2 separate regions of the Sus scrofa genome follow, and region 2 is linked to region 1. A link is a contact called in public HiChIP or PLAC-seq data. All regions are on one chromosome and are shown on one strand. The core of a region is the stretch at or near the end of the contact, and the rest is flanking DNA. Distances in the headings are between cores, read along the strand shown. Region 1 overlaps RCBTB2 (RCC1 and BTB domain-containing protein 2). Region 2 overlaps RCBTB2 (RCC1 and BTB domain-containing protein 2).

Region 1 (7,299 bases), core at 2,599-5,098:
AATTGCTCATGTACTGTGTGGGGTAGGTCTACCTTTAGGGTTCCTAACGATAAAATGAGGAGAGAGGTCTGTAGAAAAGTTCTGGCTCTGTTCCCTAAACGTACCCAGACCATGTCCTGAATACTGATCCAATTCTCATCACCCAAATAGCTACCCATCCTATTCCTAGAGGATTTCCAAGCACCACACAGAAGGAGGAAATGAAGAGTAAAGCTTTAGGCAAATGCGGAATCAGTTATTAGTCAGTGGTTTACAGCAAGGCTGCAAAACAAGCAGGAAATACATCATCAAGAAATGAGGAGTCTGTGCTGGGATGCTGGGGCTGGGCTCCATAACCTTTGAAACTTTTTTCTCACCTCAACCCTCTTCTAACTCCAATCTCTCTCCACAGGATTTGACAGAGCTTTTTCCTGCTCGTCTCTCTCAGAAGGAGCTCTTCCCTGGCTCCGCTCTGGACTTCAGTGTCCTTTTTGTCTTTTACCAACCCTTGCTTTTGACGGCAGGGCAGTGCTGCCTCTTATCTCTTATGAATGAGCACTTCCGCCTACTACTGTCATCAGAATGACAGGCCCTAGTTTAACCAGTCTTCCCGGTTCCTGGGACTTCAAATCCTCTTTCTCTTTCTTTTCCCGAGTGGGGCCACTCACAGTAGCTCATGGCTCAGATATGTCTCCCATGCCTCCCTAAAACTCAGAGAAATCCCTGCCCCAGACAGACAATCCTGGGAAGCCTACTGGATTCTCTATTTTGTATTCAGGGCTTGGGACTTGAGGATAATTATTCTGAGGCCTGGGCTACTCTTTGCAGCCCTCATCAGAGGATACGGGTCGATGTTTGCCTGACCCCACACTTCCCAGCTGGAGGTTTGTTTCTTGGCGATCATGTCAGGAAGCCCATACCGCTGAGCTGTGGGGCTCACTTCTGTTCACACACAGAGCATGCAAGCTCTTGCCAAAACTGTTTTAAACACCACATTGATGTCTAACTATTGTCTCAGCACATCTCCTTTGCTCTGAGCTGATTTGACTTTAAATGTAAATTAGTGATAAGACATGAACATGGAAAATGATCCGACATGTGGAGCCGTGGCAACAAGGAGAACAGGCACTAACCTTTATGGAGTCCCTACAAGTGTAGCACAATTAATCACAACACAATGATGATATTTACTGTATGCATACTATGTGTAAGGACTGTGCTAAGCCCTCACATGTGACCTAATTTAATCCTCACTACAACCCTATGAAATAAGTACTGTACTGTTGTCCTCATTTTATGAAAGAGAAACAAAAGCTTAAAGAGGTTAAGTAGCTTGTTCAAGATGAACTGGGCTTCAAGTCAAGTTCTGTTTAAAATCTAACATCTGACTCATTCTCTCACTCAACTTTTTTTTTTAATTAGAATTCTCATACGTTTGTCTGTTTTATTGCTCTTTTCAAAGAATTAGTTTTGGTGGTCTATTTTTCCTCCCTATTTATTTTTATTATTATTTTCTGCTTTTATCTTTTTTTTTTGTCCTTTTGCCTTTTCTAGGGCTGCTCCCACGGCATATGGAGGTTCCCAGGCTAGGGGTCTAATTGGAGCTGTAGCCGCTGGCCTATGCCAGAGCCACAGCAATGCCAGATCCGAGCTGCATCTGCACAGCTCACGGCAACGCCAGATCCTTAACCCCCTGAGCAAGGCCAGGGACTGAACCCGCAACTTCATGGTTCTTCGTCGGATTCATTAACCACTGAGCCACGATGGGAACTCCTGCACATATATTTAAAGCACACAATTTGAATCTGGTGCTGCCAGCGAGTGCCTTCCCAGCTGCACAGAGGAAGCCTGTTTTTAGTGGAAAGCAAAAGAGAGAGACCAACAGACAGAGGGAAGCAGAGGCAGACAGAGAATGAAAGAGAGGGAGGTAAGGTTGGGGTTGGAGAAACAAGAGAGATGAAAGTGAGAGAGAAAATAATATTAGTGATTATACCTAAATCCAAATCCATCCCTGACTTCCCAGTTTTATAGGCCCACATGCTTTCTCTTCCATATTCCTGTCTCTCTCTTCCTGAAGTTAGTCTTGGGTTTCTGAACTTGCAAGAGACAGAATACAAACTGTCACCTCTCATTGCTTCTCTTTCAGAATCTACTCATACAAACCCTTAGTGAACAATGTAGAGTTTTCTGAATGTTTCAAAGAAAAAAAAGAGGAGGTTGATGAGGTATATCCACTGCACGCAGCCAGCAAACCCCAGTGGGGGCTTCTCGTCTCTGTTCCCATCCTGATGGAGGTGGTTCCTTCTGATTCTTTTACCTCGCAGCCTTCAGCCCCTTTGGTTGCTTCTGTTACGCAGAGCAATCTCGCTACCATCTTTAATCCAAGCATCTCTTTGAAGCTCTGATGTCTATTCTAGGTAGTTTTTCTTTAAAACTAATACCAAAGTATCCATTTTATTTTACATATTACCAGATCTCAAGCCTCTAATCCTTAAGGCTTAACTTTCTAGTCAAGTGAAATGAAGTCTGCAATTCACACCTCCTATGCCCAAGGCGAGCCACCAGCCACCAGCTGCCATAGGAGCAATGAAAGTGTTCACACACTTGTAAGTGAAGAGAGAGGGGTCAGAGACAAAGACACTTGGCCATTCCTTAGACCGAGCCTTTATCAGTTTACCGATTCAGCTGCATGGAAGGGTGAAATGGAGCACAACAGCCAAGAAAGGGCTACATCCATGCATTCACACCTTTTACTCTGCAGGGGTTCTGCCCAAGATTAAACACAACCCAGTCAATGTTTGGGAGTCAAGTTAGTATTCCCCCATTTGGAGGAGAAGAGGGGGAGGAAGGCAGTGTGGCAGAAGCTACTGGTTGTTGCCACAACATCAGTTCTTTTCTTCTCAGTAATAGACACCCCCACATTTAGATGGGTGTGAAGCACCTAGAATAGAAGCTACATTTACCAGCTGGCGTTGAAGCTAGATGCAGCATATGGCTAAGCTCTGGACAATGAGATGTAAGCATAAGATGGTGTGTGCAACTTCGGGAACGTGTCCTTAGAGGTGGAGGATATATCTTCTCTTCCACTTTTCCTCCTTCTCATTGGCCGGCATGTGGATGTGATGGCAGGATCTAGGGCAGCCTCTTGGACCACAAGATGGACGTCCCATTTGGAGGACGGCAGAGCAACAGATTAGAAGGAGACTGGGTGTCTGACAACTGGAGAGTTGCCAGCTTCTGTCTTCTTACAAACCATCTGCACATTGTAGCTGAACCTATTTTAACTGATGCCAGAGGAGATATCACCCCCTCTATTGAAATCATAGCAAGAAGGCCTTGAACTCTATGCTGAGCAGTTTAGATTTGGGGGTTATATATAATGGGGAACAAGTAATGGATTTTAGATTTGCAAACAAATAAAATTCGTTCACATTGGTGGCACTATTGTATTTTCCCTTAACGTCACTAAGGACTAGAGCACAACTTTTTAAAATTTCATGCATGGGTCACTAACCACATGAACAAAGAAAAGAAGAGGAACAACAGAGTAAGTTTGTCAATCTTAATTTTCACTTAAAACAATTTAGTATTCTAGGAAGTACATAGGACTTCCGAGAAAGGAGTGGAGAATGTTGAAATAAAATTTTTCAGTTGATACCATCTCTCTTTTTCTAGCTCTGGAGATTTTTTTTTCTTTTGCCTTCTGCATAAAATTATTTACTGTCTTCTCTTTGGATTAACAGCCAGTAATGGATCACCAAGAAAATCAGAAATAAACTGAAATCAAAGGAACTATAATGGTACAGTGGATATTTTAAATTTTGGGCTGCCCGGGGTCTATTTTCTTATGTAAAGCACTGTGGTTTCCCTTTTGGGGAACTGCTACTTTCAGTATGAGCAGAAAATCATATGATTGTCAACAAATTCTTTTGTTATCTTCAGAAAGACCTCAATTTTTTAGAAAACTTTCTAGTTATTGTTGCGAATAGATATTCTATCTTAAGGAAGTTGATGTTTACTTGAATGTGCTTGCAGTTATATCATACATCCTATAGCATGGCCTTTTCACTTAATATTTTGTTTTTGAGATTTACCCATGGCGAATCATCTCGATCTAGCTCACCTGGCTCCTATATAATACGGAGTTTTATAAATTTATTAAGTTGAACCATATCGAAATGGTTGAATCGCAGCAATTTCATATGGTTCCTATGGATCATATCACAATGATCTATTTTCCAATTGATGAACATTTAAGTTATTTTCAATATTTCATTATTGCAAGCACTGATGTGATGAAAACCCATTTACACATCTCCTAAGTACTGTGCAAAATTTTCTCTAGGTTATACACTGAAAATTAGAATTGCTGGATTTTAGGGCATGTGTAACTTCCGTTTTATCAGACAGTGCCCAGTTATTTCTCAAATCATTTGTTTGTATCAGTTTCCACTTGCCAACGCTGTACAAGAATTTCCTCATCCAGACCAACACGTGGTATCAGAAATCTTGCCAATCTGATGGGTCTGAAAAGATATACCCTTGTTTTAATTTGCATTGCCTTGATTACTGATCAGTTTGAACATCTTTTTGTACTCATATTCATGCATTTTTTGAACATACTCTTTATATCATTCCCAGTTAGCTAATGGTTATTTGACTTTTCCTCCCATTTTGTAGAAGTTTTTCATATAGTTTGACTATTGCATTATGGTTAGACGTGTTGTATCTTCTCTGAAGCACTGGCTTGTCTTTCAGAATCTTTTGTTTCGAAGAGGTTTTAAATTAGAAAATATTCAAATTTGACTGTATTTCCTTTATGACCTGTGATTTTCGAGTCTTGTATGGGAATTCATTCTACCCTGTGGTCACAAAGACATTATTCCACATTATCTCCTATAAATTTTCAAGGGTTAGTTTTCACATTTGAGTCTTTAATTCATCTGGAATTGAGCATGCATATGGTACAAGATGAAGGTCTAACCTTTTCCCTATGATAACATTCTGTTTCTGCATCATTTATTGAATAGCAATCTTGTCTACACAGAGTTGCGATGACATTTCCGTTATCTTCTAAATGTCCACACTTGCCAAGCTTCTTTTCTGTACTTCTTTTCCTGGTTAATTGGTCTCTTTTTTTTTTTTTTTTTTTTTTTTTTTTTGCCTTTGTCAATGCCACATTGTTTTACTTTCTATAGCTTTATAGTAAGTATTGATATCTGAAAAGGTAATCTTTCTATACTCTTTTTCTTCTTATGGTTTTCCATCAAAAAAATTGTCAGCTGTTCTTGACCCTTTATTATTTGCTTGAAGTTTATGCTCAGCCTGTCAAAGCCCAGAACAAAGCATGAATGTGTAGATTAGGGGGAAGAATTGACCTCTTTATGACACTGAGTCTTCCCAGCCATGAGCATAGTCTAACTCTCCATTTATTTAGGTCTTTTTCTTTAGGCCTCAGATAGGTGTGTGGAAGTTCCTCGGTCAGGGATCAAACCCATGTCACAGCAGTGACCTGAGCCACAGTAGTGACCCAAGCCAGAGCAGTGGCAACACCAGATCTTTAACCACGAGGACACCAGGGAACTCCTGGGTGTTCTTCTATGTTACTAAGTAATACATTGTAATATTTTTCATAAGTATTTTCATTATCTTCCATGTTAGTTGTATTCCTAGGTTACTTTTGTAAATGGAAAAAAATTTTCATTTTAATTGGTTGTTGCTTGTGTACTGGGAGGCCACTGAATTTTTTATTTTGCTCTAGTAACACACCATCTTGCTGGACTCTTTTATAAGCTTGAATAGTTTGTGGAGTCTCTTGAATGTTGTTTGGACAATCCAATTCTCTGGAAATCATGTTTTTTCCCTTCTATTTCATTTATTTTTCCTACTTTTAGCTCTGGCTAAGACCTCTAGAACTGAGTTGGATAGAATCGGTAATTGTGGCATCCTTGTCATGTTCCTGACTAAACAGAATGTTTATGTTTCCCTGAGTATGATATTTGTGGTATATTTTTGATAAATATCAATTATCAGCTGAAAAATGCCTCTGGGTATCATGCTCTTGGGCGGGGCTGTCTTTAACCATTGGGATGTGGCAGAGTGATGCTATGTTAGGTCTATTTTTTTTGTCTTTTGTCTTTTTAGGGTTGTACCTGAGGCATATAGAGGTTCTCTGGCTAGGGATCTAATCGGAGCTGTTACTGCCAGCCTATGCCAGAGCCACAGCAATGCCAGATCTACCCCACAGCTCACGGCAACACCAGTTCCTTAACCCACTGAGCAAGGCCAGGGATCGAACCGCAACCTCGAGGTTCCTAGTCGGATTTGTTTCCACTGCGCCATGACAAGAACTCCTATGTTAGGTCTTGAGCTAAGATTTTTAAAGGTCAGATAGCTTCTGCTTTTATACTCTTGGGTGCTCTGAACTTACATGTAAGAAGTCTGGATATCCTGCTGGAAAGCCACATGGAGAGGGGTTAGCCTTGAGACTACATGGAAGAGAACTGAGTTGAGGGCAAGAAGGTTCCAGCATATAACCTTGAGTGTTCTAGCCAGCACCAGAAGTTTGAGCTATAGTAGTACAGGTACTAGACAAGTGAGTGAAAAAACCCATTTACCCCCAGAATTATGAGCAAATAAAATGATTGTTGCTTTAAGCGTCAAATACGTTGGGTATTCTGCTACATAACAAGTGGTAACTGAAATGTTAATGATATCTTGATCCTTATACTGAATTACGTGCCATTCTTATGCTTTAATTCCAGTTTTCTCCCTGCTTGCCAATCTTCCATCCTGTGATCTTTTTTGTGGTTCTGTATTCCCTTGAAACACGTGAAAATTGTTCCCTTTTTGTAGTTAATAATTCATTGGATATACCAACAAGCTCTCCAATTTCTTTGCTTCCTGTAATCCTATATTCACTTTGAGTCCAATTTCGTTCCAACATAATTGCATCCCATAGTTAAGCACTCAGTACTAACCTCTGAGTGTAAGCTCAGATTTTATCAATTTCAAAAGTTCTTCATTTTGTCCTTACGTTTAAAGGACAGTTTCGATTAATATAAAATTGCAGGTTGGCATTTATTTTACTCTTAATACTTTGAAGATAACACACCATTGGTAATTGGCGTCTATTGTTGCCGAGTCATGTGCAGTGAATTTAAATTTCATTTCTTTATAATAACATATATTTCTTTCAGGTTGCTTACAATTTTTTTCTCATTTCTCTTACTATGCAAATGTACTATGATGAATCTATGAGGAATTTCCTTTTTTCCTATATATTTCTTTCAGGTTGCTTACAATTTTTTTTCTCATTTC
Region 2 (7,299 bases), core at 1,635-4,134, 89 kb before region 1:
TTAAAAAAGAAATCTGATCTTATTTGTTAGAAAACAAAATTTTATTTTGTGCTGACTTAAGTTGCAAACTTATTTTTTGACAGTTATCTTGATAACAAAGGCACTAGAAAGCTTTGTCTCATTTCCTCATTCATTTTTGCATGAATATCATATACATCAGTTTGCTTTTATGTCCAGGGCTTACCACATTTCTAGGTCTTTTGCTAATAAGTTCATGTTAGACTTAGTGTCAGAATTTTAGGAACTTCAAAGATCGTGTATTGAGATTTCTTAAATAAAGCTTCAGATATTGCTTTATTGCTTTTTGTATTCGTTAAAACTGTACATTTAAAATTGCTATGTTATTTTCTACAATAGTTTGTCTATTTTTAAATAAATTAGCCAAGAGTCTTAATAGCCTGATGTGGTCTCTGTATTACGTGCACTAACATTCTCTCCATTTTAAAAATTATTTTTATTTTGGTGGTGCCCGCAGCACGCCTGAGTTCCCAGGCCAGGGATCCAACCAGCGCAATAGCGGTGATCCCAGCCACTGCAGTGACAGTGCCGGGTCCTTAACCTGCAGCGCCACCAGGGAACACCAGCATTCTCTTCTAAATCTCAGTTCTCTCCTAGCATTTCATCTATTCTTAGCCTTGAATGGGCTTTATATACCGATGACTCCCAAATTTATTTCTCCTGCTCTGACCTCACAACTCTCATAGCTAATAGAAGTCTTGATTTCTACCCTTCTGCTTGCCCAACTTCTCAAAATATAAACCAGAATCAAACAAGCAAAAATACCTTGTTTCTATACTAATCTTCCCCCATTTTACTCAACACTTAGTTGAAAAATCTAGAGTCATCTATTAGAGCTTGTCTGGACGGCTGTAAAGACTTCTAACAGGTCTCAGAGTTCCTGTCATGGTGCAGCAGAAACGAAGCCGACTAGAAACCATGAGGTCACGGGTTCGATCCCTGGCCTCGATCAGTGGGTTAAGGATCCAGCATTGCTGTGAGCTGTGGTGTGGGTCACAGACACGGCTCAGATCCCGAGTGGTAGGCCCGGGGACTGCAGCTCCGATTCGATCCCTAGCCTGGGAACCTCCATGTGGCTTAGGTGCAGCCCTAAAAGACAAAGACTTCTAACAGGTCTCCACTTGCCTCTTTGCCCCTTACCTTTGCTCTCCTTCAGGGGTGAGGATGAGCCCTTTAAAAGGTAAATTGGGGAGTTCTGTCGTGGCGCAGTGGTTAACGAATCCGACTAGGAACCATGAGGTTGCGGGTTCGGTCCCTGCCCTTGCTCAGTGGGTTAAGGATCCGGCATTGCCGTGAGCTGTGGTGTAGGTTGCAGACGCGGCTCGGATCCCATGTTGCTGTGGCTCTGGTGTAGACCGGTGGCTACAGCTCCGATTCAACCCCTAGCCTGGGAACCTCCATATGCCGCGGGAGCGGCCCAAGAAATAGCAACAACAACAACAACAGCAAAAGACAAAAGACAAAAAAAAAAAAATGTAAATTGGTTGGAAGTAGTCACACTCCCCATCTGGCCGGGGCAGAGGCCCCTACCTTCTCAGTCCCATCTCCCTGCTGGCTTTTTTTCCTTAGGACGCCAAGCCCATCCTTACCTCAGGCTTAGTGTTTGCTTTTCCTTCTGTCTCAAAGGCTCTTCCCCCAGAAATCTGCATAGCTGGTTTCTTATCTTTCAGGGCTCAGCCCAGAGGCCTATCTTGACACCCAAGCTAAAGTCCTTACTTACTCTGTACTGTGCCACTCTCCTTCCAAAGTGTAACAGCATTTGTCACCATGAGAAACTGCCTTACCTGGCTTGCCTACTGCTTGGTCACCCATCCCGGCATCATCCTGGCTGGTTTTACCTACAACTGTAGCTCTAATATCTAGAAGCCCATATGTAGGGAGGAAAAAAAAAACAAGGTGGGGGGGGGGTTCCATAAGTTTTCCAATTAGGTGGAAACAAACAATATTCTCTTCCTCTTCAAAAATGTCATGTACTGAATGCATTCCATATTTCAGGCCAGTTTTCTCAATGCAGCTGATACAACAATGAATACATAAAACTAGGATCCCCCTCTCTGTGGAACTTAACGTTCTAATTCTAGCTTCAGGGAAAGAGACAGAATGCATCCATCAATGAGGACTTCCCAGTACTCGGACTGCACTAGGTTCTGGGGGGAAGGACACAGCAGGGAGGAGGGGGTGTTGGCAGGGAAAGGCTTGACCGGATGTTTGAACAAGGTCCTGCAGGCGGGGTGGGAGTGAGCAACTAAATAAAACTCAGCAGGTTATGGTCTAGAATGACTGGCAGTTTCTTCCGGTCTCAGATAAAGGACAAATTAACCTCTGCTTTGTATAGTTGACTTACCATGTGGTGCTGCTCATTTCTGCTACACGCAGAGTGACTCAGCTACACATGCATATACATTCGTTTTCATATTCCTTTCCATTATGGTTCATCACAGGGTACTGAATATAGTTCCCTGTGCTACACAGTAGGACCTTGTGCATATGAAAGTTCCCAGGCCAGGGACTGAATGAATCCAAGCTGGGTCAGCAGTGCTGGGTCCTTCAAGCCACTGTACTGGGCTGACTGAGCTGCGCCTCCCCAGCAACCCAAGCCACTGCAGCCAGATTCTCAACCCACTGCGCCACAGCGGGAACGCCAAACCTTTACCTTTTAAAGAGCAGAGAATGGTAGGTACCTTCACAAGCTTTTATCAGCAGATGAGGATGCTTCTTTTTCTTTATTCCTGTAAAATCTAAACCTTTGTGTAAGTTAGGGTGAAATTATATTGGAAGCACTGAAAACACAGAACTTCTTGAATAAGCAGAGAGGAAACAAAACTTAAGAATGGAAAATGTAGGATGAACTTACGGATCAGCCGCTTTCTGATGTAGTCATTGTGAAACTGGACTTCCCTCTCACATATCCCAAACGGAACAGCAGTGTCTGCGCTCTCCAAACCCTCGTCTGTTAAAAAGGAATGAAGGAAATCCAGTGCATTATCCTTTACACAGGAGCACTGATGGCCAGCCCATCTTCAAAGACGAGAGAAAGCGTCTTTTTCCAGAGATGTAACCACAGGACTTATCTGTCATCTCCAACTGGTCTAAAATCAGGCCGCCCTTATTGTTTGGCATCCCGGGTTTTAAAGGCTATAAACCAGTGATTCCCATCCTTGGCTGAATATCAAAATTGCCTGTGGAGCTCCTTAAACATGCTGAGTTAGAATCTTTGAATCTATACATTGCCAAAGTTTCACAGATGATTCTATTGTGCCCAGAGATGAGCAGCACTGAGCTGCAGAACAGTGCAACCTACACATGACAAAGCTGAGAGGAAAGCTCCATCCACCCTTCCCACCAGCACGCGTTCTGGCAGTGCGGTGACCCGCCGTGCAGTTTCGTGAGGGATGATCCGTTTTTTATTCCTAAAAAACTTACCTGTTCCCTTTGAGTTTTCCAGTTTTTACATTAAATGAGTTCATAAAAGAAAAAAGGCACTGAGGAACTTCAGAAGACCCTGTCTGAGAAGGGTGGGAAGGAGGAAGAGACGGTCTGGGGAGACACTGGCGGCTGTGAAGGCTTTGCTCGGTGACAGCAAGCTTGGGGGTGAGGAGCAAGAGTCAGGAGTGAAGCCTGTGGGTGTCTGGCTGTGAGAACCGATGGCAACTTCAAAGACCCAGGTCTCAATGTTTCTTTGCTGGACAGAATGGCAGGTCAACCAAAAAATGAAAACAAATGGTGTAAGGCAGTTTTAAAATAACAAACACTGTATTATTCCAAAACGGGATTCTGATTTAGAACCAGAGGCATCCAGGGAGTTCCTGCTGCGGCTCAGCGGTTACAAACCTGACTGGTATCCATGAGGATGTGGGTTTGATCCCTGGCCTCACTCAGTGGGTTAAGCGTCCAGCGTTGCTGTGAGCTGTGGTGTGTAGGTCACAAACGTGGCTTGGATCTGGCGTTGCCGTGGCTGTGATGCAGGCCGGCAGTTGCGGCTCTGATTCCGACCCCTCACCTGGGAACCTCCATATGCCGCAGGTGCAGCCCTAAAAAGACAAAAAAACAAAACCAAAAACAAACAAACAAAAAAACCCCAAAACCAAAACTAGAGGCATCCAGACCACTTTGTCTCTACCAGACAAGATCTGCAAAAATGGATGAACAGAAACTAGGATCCCAAAGTGACCTCACCATTAAAGAACAGTCACAGACAAGCATATGAAGAGTAAGTAAGTTATTTAGAAGTCGTTTATAAAGTTTTAGGATGGGCTTTGCTATGATGCCTCATCTGAGTAACTGCTTTAAAAAAGAAGCTTTTATGGAGTTCCTGCCGTGGCTCAGCGGAAACGAATCTGACTAGTATCCATGACGCATGGAGTGGGTTAATGACCCGGCGGTGCCCTGAGCTGTGGTGCAGGTCACAGATGCAGCTTGGATCCAGCGTTGCTGTGGCCATGGTATAGGCCGGCAGCTGCAGCTCTGATTCGAATCCCAGCCTGGGAACCTCCACATGCTGCATGTGTGGCCCTAAAAAGACATACATACATATGTAAATAAGCAAGCAAGCAAGCTTGTAGCAAAGGATCTGTGTAAATCTAAGGGACACAGGGGTTGACAGAATCTTGCTGCTTCTGAAGAATTAATAATGCACACATTTGTTCTATTATCAGCAAATAAGCACTTTATTATCAAACAGTTTGGTGTCAAAACAAATTTTCTAATTTTAAAAGCGTTTTATTTACATGGTATCATACTGTGCAATACACAATAGGAGACACTGAGCTGCCTCCCACATCCTGTTCCAGTTTCTCATTAGCAGTTGGGTAACTTGATCTAAAAAGCACACATTTAGCTCATTCTTAACCAGTGCTGCCCATGAAATGTAAATATTAGTTCCTTTTCAGCTAGTACTTTATAATTACACTATGCCAAGTTAAGAGATCTATTTTATAGTCACACAAAAGTCAACCACAAGAAAAACACAAAATCATTTTTACTTATAGAGGGAAATCTCAACACAAAAGACATGTAATTATGTAAGGCAGATGAACCCAGAAATAACATTCATTCTAAGACAGTACTTCATATTCAATAATCCCTTATGAGAAATTAATGACTCAGAGCAGAGAACTGAAATGAGCCCTTGGGTCTTGAACAATTTAATTGGCAAGGCCTTTTGTGAATTCTAATTAATGCTCCAAATTAGCCACTATTTCTCAGAATGATTTACCAGAAGTGTTTGAGTCTCCGTTTTTTTTTGTTTTTTTGTCTTTTTGCCATTTCTGGGCTGCTCCTGCAGCATATGGAGGTTCCTAGGCTAGGGGTCAAATCAGAGCTGTAGCCACTAGCCTATGCCAGAGCCACAGCAACCTACACCACAGCTCACGGTTGTGTCTGCAACCTACACCACACCTCACGGCAACGCCAGATCCTTAACCCACTGAGCAAGGCCAGGGATCGAACCCGCAACCTCATGGTTCCTAGTCAGATTCATTAACCACTGCACCACAACGGGAACGCCGAGTCTCAGTTGTTTAAAATGTCTTGTGGAACTTATTCCTTCATCCTGTGTCCCACAAGTAAAGCTGTTCGCAGGGCGTGCTCAAGATTTATAGTAAGGTGAGTGCCTACTATATGCAAGGCACTGAGCTGGATGCTGCAAGTGTGGTACGAGAGCATTCCCCATCGAGCATCAAGCTCTTGTGCGGCATCAGCCTGCTGACTGTAGGAATTGGGCCAGAACCCATGTACCAAACACCTCCGACTCGGCAACTTGAAAGAGGAAATGGTAGATTAAGACATTTACATTTTTTCCCTTGAGCTCAGTCACATCTGTTCAGAGCATTTAATGCCTTCTAGAAAGACTGGATTTCAAAAGATGGGGAGGACTGACCACCATCCTCCATTCAGCAGAACATGGGTATTCAGCCAAATGTAACTCATCGTAAATACCATTAAAAAAAAGTTTTTTTCAGGGAAAATGAAAATCTTAAAATACAGATGAGGATCAGTTTTTAAAGGCTCCAACTCTGCTTGCTTTGCTGATAAAGTTCTTCAAGAGATCATGGTCCATTTCTGCAAAGCCTGAAGTCTGTGTCACCACAGTCAAATGGTTTACGCAAAATCTGAAGCAGAATTCTTCTAAGTCCTAGGAACGACAACAAAAATGTTTTAACAAAATCATATAATCCCAATTCAATGCAGTGTAGTATCAAAATTCCAAAAACACATAGGCAAGGAAAAAGGACTTGATGACCAATAGGAAGAAATGTTGGGACAGCAATGCCTCAAGAATAGTTGTGTAGGGAGTTCTCTGATGGCCTAGTGGGTTGAGGCTCTTGCGTTCTCACTGCTGTGGCTCTGGTTGCTGCTGTGTGGTGTAGGTTCAATCCCTGGCCCAGGAATTCCCACATACTGCCTGGGAATACAAAGAAATACCAAACAAACAAACAAACAAACAAACAAAAAAACCTCCCAAAAACCCCAAAAGAGAATCTGAAATAAGCGTTGCAACTCATTAAAAAAAAAAAAAAAAAAAAAGTTGTGTAAAAATATAGCTAATACGGATCTCTGCTTGGAACAATTTAAACAGAGTAAAACATTCAAGTTCCTCCACACTAACCAATGCAAAAAATGAGACTCTTTCTTCCCAGAAACAGGCACCTATGTGTATGAATTCTGTAGCTTTTTCCAGTGACAATATTTGTATAGTTCATTCCAGTTTCCATATTTGTTCAGAGACTGACACTCCTCTTTTTTGCTTCACTGTTTAATATTTATTGCATGAATGCATGGAGTCAACTGTTTAAATAGTTTTCTTTCTGTCGAGCCCAATGCTCACCTCTTATATTCTTCCAGGGGCTTAAATGGTTCTACCTGTAAAGAGCCTATGAGAAAAGCTTAAGCCATGAAAAACAGTAATCCTGGGAAATTCTTCCCTGAAGTCATTAACAGCTACTGCTCTTTTTCCTTTACAAGAAGTCAAAGAATGGGATGGTTAGATTTCAGCAGAATCACACAGAGTCAATATTCTGAAGTGGCAAGATGGTTTGAAGAAATTACGGCCTTTTCTCTCCGAAGAGAAACTCCACACAGACTGGTGGTCTCTGGCCAGCCCAAAAAATAGCCTTGTAGTGATTTTTTTGATTAGATCTGCAGACTTGAGAATGAGAAATAAGGTAGCTGGATACATGCCTGGCTTCAGAAAAAGGAGAGCTAAAGTGAAGCCAGCCTGCAGAGGCTCTGATGCGCCTCCGATCCTGGGCTACACTGGCCTCTTGGCCCGGCTCCCTCCAT

Evidence for each region. HiChIP or PLAC-seq counts read pairs in DNA pulled down with a chosen protein or histone mark.
Region 2: an H3K27ac HiChIP or PLAC-seq map of alveolar macrophages shows a contact between it and region 1. The contact joins two enhancer-like sites. A contact is called at or near these places in 1 of 47 Hi-C or Micro-C datasets (embryonic fibroblasts) and 2 of 2 datasets of contacts at active chromatin or transcription factors (alveolar macrophages and skeletal muscle).

The regions. Positions count from the first base shown.
Region 1 is chr11:19,091,455-19,098,753 of Sscrofa11.1, reverse strand. All of the region lies in intron 1 of RCBTB2 (RCC1 and BTB domain-containing protein 2), which reads right to left. Among named protein-coding and RNA genes, the nearest start is that of RCBTB2, 13 kb to the right of the region's middle. Within about 2 kb of position 3,848, at least 1 of the 83 cell types and tissues checked has an H3K27ac peak or open chromatin away from gene starts, as enhancers often do. A contact at or near this core is called in alveolar macrophages, where this site is marked.
Region 2 is chr11:19,179,851-19,187,149 of Sscrofa11.1, reverse strand. RCBTB2 (RCC1 and BTB domain-containing protein 2) reads right to left here. Exons shown (of 18, transcript XM_021065333.1): 18 at 4,662-6,151. The coding sequence ends at 6,011. It also overlaps a transcript of RB1 not described here. Among named protein-coding and RNA genes, the nearest start is that of LPAR6, 33 kb to the left of the region's middle. Within about 2 kb of position 2,884, at least 13 of the 83 cell types and tissues checked have an H3K27ac peak or open chromatin away from gene starts, as enhancers often do. A contact at or near this core is called in alveolar macrophages, where this site is marked.